Linked DNA regions of Mus musculus: region 2 is linked to region 1. Evidence: chromatin contacts called from public promoter capture Hi-C data. All regions are on one chromosome and are shown on one strand. The core of a region is the stretch at or near the end of the contact, and the rest is flanking DNA. Distances in the headings are between cores, read along the strand shown. Region 1 has its middle 13 kb from the start of Gm41104. Region 2 holds the start of Nudt13 (nudix (nucleoside diphosphate linked moiety X)-type motif 13).

What was found. Promoter capture Hi-C pulls out the DNA fragments that hold promoters and counts their contacts.
Region 2: a contact with region 1 is called in a promoter capture Hi-C map of liver. The contact joins the promoter of Nudt13 here to the enhancer-like site in region 1. A contact is called at or near these places in 15 of 39 promoter capture datasets (the 3T3-L1 cell line, 3T3-L1-derived adipocytes, the C10 cell line and 9 more), 6 of 15 datasets of contacts at CTCF or cohesin (CD8 T cells, the NIH/3T3 cell line, embryonic stem cells and 2 more), 19 of 484 Hi-C or Micro-C datasets (3T3-L1-derived adipocytes, B cells, Th1 cells and 9 more), 15 of 115 datasets of contacts at active chromatin or transcription factors (CD8 T cells, the SCID.adh cell line, differentiating embryonic stem cells and 5 more) and 4 of 9 other capture datasets (adipose tissue, embryonic stem cells, liver and 1 more).

What each region holds. Positions count from the first base shown.
Region 1 is chr14:20,113,503-20,120,244 of GRCm38.p6, forward strand. No RefSeq gene overlaps it. Among named protein-coding and RNA genes, the nearest start is that of Gm41104, 13 kb to the right of the region's middle. Within about 2 kb of position 2,794, at least 32 of the 459 cell types and tissues checked have an H3K27ac peak or open chromatin away from gene starts, as enhancers often do. A contact at or near this core is called in B cells, CD8 T cells, the SCID.adh cell line and 3 more, where this site is marked.
Region 2 is chr14:20,291,279-20,298,264 of GRCm38.p6, forward strand. Nudt13 (nudix (nucleoside diphosphate linked moiety X)-type motif 13) reads left to right here and starts at 3,412. Exons shown (of 9, transcript NM_026341.3): 1 at 3,412-3,514.

The sequences.
Region 1 (6,742 bases), core at 1,544-4,043:
CCCTTGTGTGCTGAACAAAACATTTGAACTTGGCTGTGTAGCCAGACAGAAGCCAGCAATGGTTCCAGGGAAGAAGAGTCCACCAAGAAAGATCCAGAAAGGGCAGGATGGGTTAGCAAGGATCTGTTAGGACCTGACAGGACCAGCCAAGGCCAGCAGGAACACCTACTCAGGAGAAGGGTGTTAGCGGTTAACATGCACTCTGCCCTGTTGATAAACAGGATGAGGTAGGCTGGGGTCACAGGGTCAGTGGGAGAATGAGCTAATGGAATCCAAGGGCTGCTGTGGTTCTCTCCACTCCACCATATCCTCTCACCCACTCTCCTTTCTCTGAATGTCTCCCTCAAACTTCTTAGCTCTGCTTTCCCCGGATGCAGCCTTTCAGCCCCACCCCAGTCTGTTCCCTTGGGTAAGGGTATTCCCACCAGGGTGCATACAACGGGAGCTCTGGGATTTCTCAGGGCAGCACACCTGGAAAGCTGGTAGGACAAGATGGAGAAGCTCAGAGAGGGTGTATGCAACATAGCCAGGACACACAGCTTATCAGAGGCCACAGTGTTCAAACCCTACTCTCTAGATCACAAGTGGATAACCAAGTCAGGGACAGAAATATCCCAAGTTCTCCAGTTCTGGCCCCAGCTATAGTACCAACCCAGGGAGGGGCAGGAACCTGTGCTTCGCAGAGGATGTGACCACAAGGGGGCAGTGGCGCCCCGTGATGATATACCGCTGCCTGGCTTGAGGTCTATTTAAGTGATCTTGGAGACTCAGCTTCAGGGAAAATTTCCTAGAGCTCCCAACCTCCAAGGTCCCTTCCCAGTCTCATAGGCGCCTCAGCCTTTGACACATGACTGACGCAATGTAGTCTTTCCTTAGTTTCCCGAACTAGGCTTGATTACTGGAGGAGTAGCCCATGGCCCTCAAATATCACATTTAGCACATTTAGCACAACTCAAAATCTCTGGTTCCCGCCCCTCCCTCCATTCACCTGGACCATGCTCTCTCTGTTCCCGGGCACTGCGAGCACGGAGAGCCTCCCATCCACCACTGTCCCATCCTGGGAGCTTAAAATCTAAAGCAGAAGAGAACAGGCCCTGTGAGGTTGCTCACTGGGCTCCAGGGAACATCAAGAACCTTCGAGAGGACAAACTGGGCACCAGTCCTCTCTCCTCTTTAGAGCACATCCCCACGCTCAGATGCTAGCAGTTTCTTCCTCTCCCCCTTTTCCTCTCCCCGCTCCACTTTTTCTCCCCGCTCCTGCCCTCCCCTTCCTTCTTTGAAAACGGTCTTTGCTCTATAGCCTAGAACTAACTGTGTAGACCAGGCTGCCCTTGAACTTTTAATGGCCGATCTGCTTCAGCTTCTCCACGTACTGGGGCTACAAGACTTCTTCACCTTGCCTGATTATTTTGAGCTATTTTAGGTTTCCTTTGAAGATAGCACACGGTGGATGACGCAGGGGAATCTTGAGCTCAAGGCCAACCTGGGCTACACAGAGAGGCATTGTCTTGGGAAAGACAAACCTCTTTGAAGAAAGAGCTCCGCTGCTTGGGAATGGGGGCAATCTTTGAACTACTCCTATCGTGGGTGAAAATCTGAGACCAATGTCGGAGATTTGCCTGGCTACACACTTCGGGGTTTCCTGAGCTCCCCACGTGACCCTCCTTGGGTGTGAGAAGTCAGTGAGAGATGAGTAGAAAAAAAAAACATGTAGCTGTTGAAAGCATAGCAGCAGAGAGGCTGGGGAGATGGCTCAGTTGGTAAAGCTATTATGTTTCATTTCTAAGGCTATGCACAAAATAGCTTAGCTCAGTGGTACAGGCTTGTAATCCCAACACTGGGAAGGTAAAGATGGCCTAGCCTAGTTGGTGCCCTCCTGGCTCCAAAACCAAGCAGAGTGAGCAGTTCCTGAGATTGTCCCTTACATCCCTAAAGGGAAAGATAACTGGGAAAGAATGGGCTGCTCCCTGAGGACTCGCAGAATTCAAGTTTATCCCTGGGCTCAACTTTACACTTCAGGGCAAAACATCGGGACTATTCCCCAGGCATTGGCAGGGATGCTGCAGAAAACATGGGAAAGAGGGCTCATCACACACCCGTGGAAGGGATGTACTCTGAGTGCTACGGCTTAAATAGGCCTCATTCCCAGGAGGGGCAGATCCTTAGAGAGCCCCAGTCTGTGGGAGACATGACCCGTCATTGGGGACCTCTGTTCAAAGGGCAGGGCAGACAGTTTGGGGCAAAGAAGATAGATGTCTTATTTCTGTGGGTCTCTGCAGGGTGCCCTGCTGTGTCCTTAACCTTGCCCTCTGCCTTTCTGTCTCAGTCTGTCTGTCTGTCTTGTCCTCCCAAGCATATGCACTGACAGAAATGGAAACATCTACACATCCACACCCAAAAGTCTCTCTTTTGTTTTTCCGTCCTTTCCCTTCCTAGGGATTACAAGTCAGACCTCACACACACCAAGCTGCCTCCCCAGATCCCTTTTCTTCATTTTCCATTTTGAAACAGGGTGTTGATCTTGGACCTTCAAACCCTCCTGTCCGGGCTTCCCAGGTGCTGGGATCACTGGTGGATGTCACCAGGCCTGGCTAAAAGAAAAGCATCTATGTGTCGATGATGCACTAATATCTTAGTCTTAATTAGTGCCAAAGGGCGCAGACTCCCAGTTCCAAGAACTCTGGAGAGCCTGACTTGGCAGTAAATCAGAGTCGGTAAAGCCTTGAACTCATATTGCTGAGGGTGAGGCTCCAGTCCTTAATTGAACTCAGGGGCTTTGAACTGAAGTGCACCCTCTCTGCCTCTGGGAGCTGGCAACCCTCAGGAACTGGTTCTGGTCTATAGTCTGGTCTGCAGAAAGAGGGATGGCGTGCAAGCTCCGCCTTGCAGTCATTTCCTCCCGGACTCACAGGCTCTGATTCTTGGCCTGGCTGCTAAGGAAAACAAGGCTAGAAGGGAGCATGCGTGTAGGCTGCAGACACTGGAGGGACCCGTGACGGTGACTTAGGAGAACCAGAGCTGACCAGCCGGATGTCTAACCACCCACAGGGAGGCTAGACTGAGAAGCAGGGAGCAGGGAGAGCTAGGTGTCATTCAGGAATTTGCAAATCGCCCTTGGCTGGCCCTCTGTGCAGGGGAGGTCAAGAGCCTGAGCATGGAGGCTGGAGAGATGGCTCAATGGTTAAGAGCACTGGCTGCTCTTCCAGAGTACAGGGGTTCAGTTCCCAGCAACAACATGGCAGCTCACAACTCTGGCTCCAGGGGATCTGACACTGTCATACAATGTGAAAGCAGGCAAAATCATGCATGTAAAATAAAGTTAAATTATATATATACACACATATACATATATATGCATATATACATATACATACATATATATATATATATATATATAGAGAGAGAGAGAGAGAGAGAGAGAGAGAGAGAGAGAGAGAGAGACTATGAGCATGAGGGGACCCCAAATGTGGTTCCGATCCCATTTCAAACTTTTAAACTTTTAAACATTTAAACTTGCATGAACCTAGTCACTTCCTGTCTCAGGAAAAGGGACACCAACTGTTGGTAACCATAGAAATCAGAGGCTGTGTTCTGGAATTTACCCTATGCAGTGAGACGTGAAGGAAAGAGACAACTCCAGGGTGCCAACTTCTTCCCTGCAGTCCAGGGAACCAAACACGTGTAACCATAGAAGTTCAGAGTGGCAGGAGCACTTGTCCCCAGTAAGTGACAGTTATCTTGTGCTTGCAGAGCTGCCTTGCCCTGACTGGCCAGCTTAGCTTGTGCCATGAGGACTTCTGGGCCACAGTTCTCCACTCTGTTGCAGGCGAGCCTGTCAAAGAAGAGAACTGGGTGCTGATGATAGTAGAGCCACCCCACCTTCCTGGGAAGTCAATGGTGTGGGTCTGGCTTTGCTTGGGAGACCTGCTTGCATTGTTCTCACCAGCCACGGACGTGGGGCCAAGTGATTAAGAGTCATACTGTAACTGTGGCGCAGGTAGCTCTGGCCTGTCCATTGGCTGGGAGCCTCTTGCCTTGGCTTTTCCCATGCCTGGATTACGGTTAGGCCAGACTTCCTGTGCAGGTCTGGCCAGTCCTAAGCCTGAGGGAACAAGAGGAAGTGTGTGAGCCCTGGGGCTACTCTACACATCTGAGGGGCCAGCCAGGTGCTTATTCAGTGAGGGAGACCTGGGAGAAAGGAAGAGAGAGGGATGAGGTTTCTGCTACCTTCTCCTTCTCCTTCTCCTTCTCCTTCTCCTTCTCCTTCTCCTTCTCCTTCTCCTTCTCCTTCTCCTTCTCCTTCTCCTCCTCCTCCTCCTCCTCCTCCTCCTCCTCCTCCTCCTCCTCCTTCTCCTTCTCCTTCTCCCCCTCTTCCTCCTCCTGCTCCTCCTTCTCCTTCTCCTCCTGCTCCTCCTGCTCCTCCTGCTCCTTCTCCTTCTCCTCCTCCTCCTCCTCCTCCTCCTGCTCCTCCTCCTCCTCCTCCTGCTCCTTCTCCTCCTCCTCCTCCCCCTCCTCCTCCTCCTCCCCCTCCTCCTCCTGCTCCTCCTCCTCCTCCTGCTCCTCCTCCTCCTCCTCCTTCTCCCCCTCTTCCTCCTCCTCCTCCTCCTCCTTCTCCTCCTCCTTCTTCTTCTTTTTCTCCTTCTCCCCCTCCTCCTCCTCCTCCTCCTCCTCCTCCCCCTCTTCCTCCTCCTTCTCCCCCTCTTCCTCCTCCTCCTCTTCCTCCTCCTCCTTCTCCTTCTAGAGCTAGATGACCACTCAGAGCACTGAAGAATTCTCAGGAGACACAAGGGCCTACGTTGACATCCACATCAAGGACCTATGATCACACACATACACACACACACACACTCACACACACACACAGCACCATACAACCAGAAGGACTCTGCTGTACAAAAGCCTAAAGCCTACATTCATTTTTCTGTAGTCTGGGAGCAGACATTTCTGATATAATCTTTGTATGTGTATTAAATATACATTTATATATAGTAAATAATATACTGTATATGGTAAATGCAAAGTCTCAGTCTCTCCTTATATATTATATATTATACAATATATATGTGATATATATAATATTTTATAATAGAGAGACTGAGATTTTATATTTTAAAGTTAATTAACCTGGAAAAGCACTTACTTAAAACATGGCTCTGATCCAAAAGTGTTCTAGCTGCCACTGTCACCAGATGGAGAGCTAGCCTGGGGAGGAAGAGTGGTCCTGGGGAGAGGTGCCCTGGATTCAGTTGCCAGGGTGTGGTGTGGAATGTCAGTTGGACAGGTGAGACCTGGGTCTCAGATAGTGTCCTGGGAGGCTGAAGGAACAAAACACCGTTTCCCTAAACTAAGGGCCAGGCTCTGGAGCCCCAGCTAGGGACCAAGCTCAGAAAGGTTGTGGATAGAATGTTCTAGATAAAGACAATCCGAGGCCCTTGCTGGCCACTGGAAAGTTTGGTTTAGTGGATGCATTAGTTGCTTTTCTCATTGCTGTAAACAAATACCTGACAAGAAAGGAGGAAGGGTCTTATTTTGGCTTATGGTTTGTGGGAATACAGTCTATCATGGAGGGGAAGACATGGTGGCAGAAGGCTCTGTGATGGCGGGAGTGTAGAATAGGGCTTCTCATCTCCTCACATCTTGGTGGACTGTGAACATTCTCAGAGAGGTGTAAATGAGACAGCCCTGAACATGGGCAGGACCATCCTCCTGCCTAGGCTCCCAGACTAAATAAAAAGGAGAGAGTGAGCTGGGTACTCACATTCATCTCTCTGCTCTCTCACCATGGATGCTGTGATCAGTTCCACATGCCTTCCAGCCATGATAGATGATTCTCCTTCAAACCACAAGCCAAAATAATTCTCTTCTATCCTTAGGTGACTTTTTTCAGGCATTTGTCATAGTAACAGGAAAAGCAACTGGTACGTACTGGTACATAGAGGTTTAGGAGGAGAGCACCTCATTTAACTCTCATGTGAAAGTCTGAGCTGTTGGGTGGTTGCAAGACAACTCAGTGGAGGAGCCAGGGACCTTCTAATTTGTGCTGATGTCATAACACAAAGCTTCTGTTTCCTACAGTCCAAGCTCTTGCCATCACACTTGTACCCTTTCTCTCTAAAGACATAATCCATAAGGTGTACATGTCACTACCATTCCTATCCCATTGGCCAAAATGGCCTCATGTGGTCATACCTAGCTGCAAGAGAGCCTGGGAAATGTAACTTAAAATTCAATTATTATTATTATTATTATTATTATTATCTAAGAAAAGGAGCTTGAGGGGTTGGGTACACATAGCTCAATGGTAGAGTGCTGGCTTAGCATGTGTAACGCCTTGCCTTCCACCCCCAGTACTGAAGCAAAAGGGGGGAATCTTGGCTACTTGGGGAGCAAAAGGTAGTTTCTGCCACATGGGGTGACTCAAGGTCTGAAAGTAGAGTTGGAGCCGGGTCTCTCCATAGTCCCTTCCTTGGCCTTGGGCTGCTCTGGCTTCCTTCACCAACTTCATCAGAGCCAGGCGCTCCTGTCTACCCTAGTCCTGCTGACCTCAGGAAGTGGACTCGGCCTGTAGAGGTCTTGGTAATACAGGGTTGCAGTGATGGAAGACAAGCCTGGCACTGGCTTTCTCTCCTGCGCTCCATACTGAGTTCCGGAAGCTTCCTGGCTAAGGACTGAAGCGTGTTCCCACTCACACTGTTGGAGTTCTCTCCTTCTGCGGCTCCTCTGTTCCCTCACAGTGGGAGAG
Region 2 (6,986 bases), core at 2,162-4,661, 180 kb after region 1:
AAGCCCATGCTTGGCACTGGAAGGTCAGTTCTGGTGCTATGGATGACTAACACCCTGTGGGGGACGTGTACCTGTCTGCAGGTGCCCCTGGCAGGGATTAAACTTCTGCTGGTGTTTCCCTGAGTCCTGAATCAAGCTGACTCATCCTGAAGCATCTTATCACACGCTCAGGGCAGGGAGCCTATGTTAAATTGTTCTCTCTGGGCTCCCATTCCCTCTGTAGTCACAAATTCACAGTAATGAGTGCTGCGAAAAAGCCATGATAGGGCAGCATGCTAAACCGCCAGCAGGGCTGGATGTTTGCTTTGGCTGGGACGGTGCTGGCCTGACTACTGTTTGCTTGATGGTAGGATCTGATAAGTGGGCAGAGCACAAAATGCAACATAATTGGCCCTGGGACACCTGCTGTGTCTGGACAGGTTAAGCCCCCTGGCCCTTTATCCCTGACTTGGTGGGAAATGGCCCCCAGCATCTCTATTTCTATGGTTTCCCTTGAGTCTGCACAATCCAGGATTTTTTTTTTCCTTTGAAAATAAAAACTGGATCATAGGACTTCTGTGTGTTTTGATGAATTACTTCTAGGCTTCTCTTTGTTTGGAGAATAATACCCCAGCTGCAGGGCAGGGGGAGGCTGTAGCTCTGCCCTTTAATAAATCTTGGTTGGCCCTTTTCCCTGAGGATAAAAGGCACAGCAGAGAGAGTAACTCTTGCTGGCTGTGGCTTTAAAGACAGTGTGGTCCAGTGGAGAGAGCAGAACATATGGGTTTCATTAGGTGCACAGTCTTGGGAGGCTCTTCAACTGCCTCAGTTTCCTTGTTTGTCAGAATAAGGATCAAGATCTTGCCTCTGTGTGCCTTAGGGGTGTGAGTGTACTGAGAGCATAAAGTGAAGTAACATAAATGAAAAAGTTTATTGGTGCCAACTGTGTGTGTGTGTGTGTGTGTGTGTCTGTGTGTTTGTACGCACATGTGTGCATGAGGATGTCAAAGTTCAGCCCTGGGTGTTATTCCTCAGATGCCATCTATATATTTTACATTAATTAATAAATTTAGTGTGCGGGCCATGGCTCTGGTGTGGAGGTCAGAGGACAGCTTTAGGAGTCGGTTCTCCCTATCCATCATGTAGGTGCTGAGGACGTAGCAGCAAGGTCATTTATCTGGTGAACCATCTCTGAGGTTCCATTCTGTATTCTTGATGGAAAAAACTGGGCACAGTGGCCTGCACTTATAATCCCAGCACTGGGGAGGAAGAGACAGACAGGTTCCCAGGGTTTGATGACTAGCTAGCATAGCCGACTTGGAGAGTTTCAGGCTGAGAGATTTTGTCTCAAACACCCATGTGAACAGTGCCTGAGGAATGATGTCTAATGGCCTACACACACTACACACATACACAGAGAGAGAGAGAGAGAGAGAGAGAGAGAGACAGACAGACAGACAGACAGACAGACAGACACACACATTCTCTCTCTTTATACACACACTACACACACACACACACAGAGAGAGAGAGAGAGAGAGAGACAGACAGACAGACAGACACAGAGAGAGACAGATAGACCCACACATTCTCTCTTTTTATACACACACACACACACACACGTTCCTCTCACCATTAAAAACTGGCTAGCCATTAAACTAGGCCTGCTGTCCTTTTTCTGATGATCTAGATCTGTGTTCAGATCTATATTCAGGAGTTAGTAACCTTGTCCCTACAATGGTTCTTTTAAAATGTCCTCTTGTTCCGCTTAAGCCCTTTGGTGACATTCTATCCCTCTCGGAATAAACCCAGAACATTATAATGGCTTTATAAAAACATAACACTCGTGAGGCTCCGTGTGATCTAGTGCCTGTCTATTTTTTGACCTCATCTATAATGATCTGTCCTACATTTCTTTGTTTTACCTTTTATTGTTATGTGTTATGGGTGTTTTGTCTGTGTATACTGTGTACCACATTTGAGCAATGCCCACAGAGGCCAGAAGAGGACCTCAGATCCCTTGGAACTAGAGTTCCAGAAGGTTGTAAGCTGTTATATTGAAGCTGGGACTCAAATCCAGGTCCTCTAGAAGAACAATCAGGACTCTAAACCATTCTGCCATTTCTCCAGCCCCAGTCCTAACCTTTCTTTACACCCGCCAGGCACATCTCCACCCCAGGGCCTTTGCACGAGCTTATTTTACTCTGTCTACAAGTCTCTCCCCACAAATCCTAACTTGGCTGTTCCTGTCAGCTCTGTCAAGCTCTTTATTCCAGTGTTGCCTTAACAATGAGGCTATCCATCCTACGTAAAATAGCAAAACCGCTCCTCCTCTTACCATGCTTTAACTTCTGCCCCAGCACTTACAACCGTGTGTACAGTTATTTATTTTGTTTTCTCCCATAGAATTTTGTTTACATTAAGATGCATTTTTTATGTATCCTGTACTTTTAATATTTTGTCTCATTAATTATATTTTGAAGAGCTAGGGAAATGGCTTAGTGGTTAATAGCACTGGCTTCTCACAGAAGCAAGCAACTCCCATAGTAAGAAAGAAAGCAGCCCCAAGTAGCTTTACTGGAGATTCGTCTTAGATGGTGATTGATCCTACTGATTGACCAAGGTAAGAGTTTTACCTAAAGCGTCTATATACCTAAGCACAGTCCCTCGTTTATTTAAAGCAAGGTATCAGTATGCACCCCTGATAACCTGAGTCTACTGTGTACACTGGGCTGACCTCAAATTCAGAGGGCTCTGCCTCTGTCTCCTGGGATTAAAGGCAGGCCTGGAACTCCTTTTTTTGTTTTTGTTTTTGTTTTTCGAGACAGGGTTTCTCTGTATAGCCCTGGCTGTCCTGGAACTCACTCTGTAGACCAGGCTGGCCTTGAACTCTGAAATCCACCTGCCTCTGCCTCCCAAGTGCTGGGATTAAAGGCATGCACCACCACGCCCGGCTAAGCCCGGAACTCCTAACCTTAAAAAAAGATTTTTTTTTCATGTTCATATGTACATGGCACATGTGTGTCCATGGGTGCACATTAAAGTATGTGGGTGTAGAGGGTAAAGTTGACATGGAATGTCTTCCTCCATGGCTTTCCCCTTTGTTCATTGAGGCAGGGTCTCCCACTGAACCTGGGGCTCACCAATTCAGCTAAGCAGCATCTAGCCCAGAAGATCTGGAAACTGTTAAAGCTATTTGTTTGTGGTGGGTTTCACTATATGCTTTATAAGGTTAACTTTGCAACCCAAGGTTACAAGCTCCCGGCCTAAAAGTTGAACTACAATTCCCAGAGTGCATCGGTAATCTCTCTGAGACTGCTGGGAAGTGTGTCAGATTTCCACTTACCCAACCACCCCTACGTGCGCTGTAGCGATGAAACTACATTTCCCAGAGTGCATCTTTAAGGAGGATTCTGGGAGGTGTGGCAAAGCGTCAATCCCACTGGGAAGGGAAAAGAGAAACCATTTGAACTTGAACATTTGGAGTTTCCAGGGGCGTGCAGACCATTGGGGCATAGAAGGCATCTCGAAAAGAGTGAGTACAGGAAACGAAACCTGTTCTAAGTGCAACTAGGATGTAGTAAGGAGCCATAATCAAAACTTGCCAGACGCTCTCGGTTACAGAGTTTGACAGTTTTAACTTAAACCTTTCAAATCTCGAGAAACCGGACGTTTTTGTACCCAACATTGAGTACCTCTAAATATTTTCTGAAATATTTTTGAAGAGCTATTTAAAATGGAAGTTTCCAATATTTCACCTTTTCTCTTAATTTTTTAAATGGTGGCGGGATCTTTTAGAAATAAACCATAAAGCTTTTTATATAAACCAGGGCACAGAGACCGTGAAGTCTGCAACACGGCTGCTCATCAGCTTCCAGCATTCCCAGCCATCGAAGTCCACAGTGGAGTGGCTGCTCCCTGGGCACCTGTGAAGATTCAGGAGGAACCCACGGTCACGCTTTATGCCTTTCAAGTCATTCCATCTGGAAAGATGAACAGAATGAGAAATGTGTGTGTGTGTGCCATAGAAGTTGTTAGTTCATACGTTCAAATGCCTTGGCATTTATTAGTTTTGAGTAAAAACAACGTTACCTTTCATCTCATCGATAATTCTTTGTATACACACACACCAGGAGCGTCAAGTGTGGGGATGCTGTTTGACATATTGTCCAGTCGTCAGGCCATGATAATCGACAGTTGGCTAAAATTAATTTGGTATCAAATATTGGACAAGAAACCAGGTAGCTGTATGGCCATACAAGAGCAGTGAGTAGTTACAGCTCGATTCCCAGGACCCATTAACCTCACCAGAGGAATTCCAGTAGCCTAAATTTCCAGTAGCGTGAAAATAACCTCTTTTAGCCGTTAGTCCTGGAAACTACTGGTTTTGTTATACATTATTGTATTTATATATACATATATATGTGTGTGTATGTATGTATATGCATGTGCTTTAAAATTTAAAGATAGCCTATAATCCTTCCTGCTGAAGCAAAAGAGTCGCTATGAGTCTGAGGCCAGCCTGGGTTACAGAGTGATACTTTGTCTCAAAAATAAATAAATAAATGAAATTTAAAATCAGTAAAAATAAATAAGTAAATTTTAGTCAGGGCTGGAAAAGTGGCTCAGCAGATAAAGTGCTTGCTGAGTTTGAGTCCCCAGGACCCATGTAAAGTGGGGTGCAATAGTGCACATCTGTGACTCTCTGGAAGCTCACAGGCTAACCAGCCTAGTATACACAGTGATGAATGACAGAAATATCATGGCTCAAAATAAGGTGGAGGGTGAGGACCAACACCTGAGGGTGTCCTCTGACCTGTACACTTATCCTGTGGCATGTGTGTGCCTGCAGTATCTCTCTCTCTCACAGTCACATGCATATGCATCATGCACATGCAGTCACATACTTAGGCACCAAACACATATGCATCACACACACACACACATACACACACAATTGTAAGTGTACAAATGAACAGTTTAATTGCATGTGCCCCTGTCAACCTTCATCGCCATCTCTTTCTCCTAAACTAGCCACTGTCTATAGTCTGTGTACTTCTGAAAAATACAAAAGCCTAATTATAATCTCAGCATTCAATAGGCAGTAGCAGGAGGATGGGGTTCAAGGCCAGCTTGGGTTATATGACACCTTCTCAAAACCAGAAAACAAACAAACCCAAGTAACTCCAGATAAGTGAAGTGTTGTACACTTGTAATTTCAGCACTCTAGAGTCAGAGGCAGGAGATTGCCATGGTTCAAGGCCAGCCTAGCCCACTTAAGCAAAGATCTAACCTCAAAATAACAAAACAAAACAAAAATTAATTTATGTACCCCAGAATGTTTATCTGTTCTCTTAATTATACATAAATTAGGTAATGGTGACCAATCAAATATTACTTGTCTTTCCACCTGTCTAGCTGAATATATAATTGGCAAATAAACCCAGGTATGGTGCTGGGTATGTGTGTTTATCTCAGCATGTAGGGGTCTGATATAGGAGGATTGCCTCTAGCTCAAGGCCAGCCTAGACTACATTGTGAGTTCTAGGCCAGACTCATCTTAGAAAGCAACAATAATAACAGTAAATTGATAAAAAAAATATATATATATAGTATACAGTATAATATTTTATATTTGTATATCTTATTAAGTAAATCAAGCTAATATATCTATTACCTTATATATTTGTAGTTGTTCGTTGCGATAAGCACGTTTAAGGTCTCTTAGTTTTCAAGTGTATATGGTCACCATCAGTACTGCAGATCTACAGAACTTACATATCCTGTCCAAGTGGAACTGTGTGCCCTTTGACCAGCTTCTCCCCATTGCCTTATGGGCATTTCTCATTTAATAATATGTTATGAATACTCTTTCCTGCTACTACACAGATCATTCTAAATTTAAAAGCTATTTATTATTCTGTTTAATCATAATTGGGGGGGTTGCTAAAAATTAAACCTTGAGCCCCATGCATGTTAGGCAAGTTGTCTACATCCTATAGCTGAGCCACATCCTCGAGCTACACCCCCATCCCCACTAAACATTTTTTTTTTTTTTTTTTTGGTTTTTCGAGACAGGGTTTCTCTGTGTAGCCCTGGCTGTCCTGGAACTCACTTTGTAGACCAGGCTGGCCTCGAACTCAGTAATCCACCTGCCTCTGCCTCCTGGTGCTGGGATTAAAGGCATGTGCCACTATGCCCGGCACCCCACTAAACATTTTGTTATTGTTCTATGAGTGTGATGCCTGTGCCTGCAGATGCAAGCGTGCCGTGCCATAGCATGCACATGGAGGCCGGTGGACAACTTCGGGGAGTCAGCTCTGTCCTTCCACCATGGGTTCCAAGAACCAAACTCAGGTCATCAGGTTTGCACAGTGAGTGCTTATAGTGGCTCAGCCACCTTGCTGGCTCCCGTTCTCATGATTTTTTAAAAATTTATTAATTTCATGTGTATCAATGTATGTCTGTGTACCACATGTGCGTCTGATGCCTGCAGAGGCCAGAAGCGAGCACTGAGTCCTATGGGACTATAGTTCCTGGTTCTGAGCTGCCACCTAGGTGTGGGAACAGAATAGGTCCTCTGGAAGAGCAGCCAGTGCCTTCAAATGCTGAGTCACCTCTAGCCCCTATCATTTTTTAATTAACATTCTTAAATTTATCCTCCCTAGGATAAATTCTTAGAAGTAGAATTTTTGTTGAAAAAGAGTTTAACACATTGATAGTTATTCATAAATTAACCTTAAAATATTAGAACAATGTACACTTCTGAGTTATATATGAGATAGTAAAATTGACCTTAAATACATGCTATTATTAAGTATTATTACCTGAACATGTAAATTATTAAAATTACACGTTTAACACCATCTCAGAGTGCTTTATAACCCACATAGCACACCCTGCCTTCTGTGAACAGGATTCATATTGTATATTTTTGTTTGTTGAGCGACCTTGAAGAACATTAGTCCCTAATATTTTGTTTAGTTTCATTTGCTAAATATATCTTA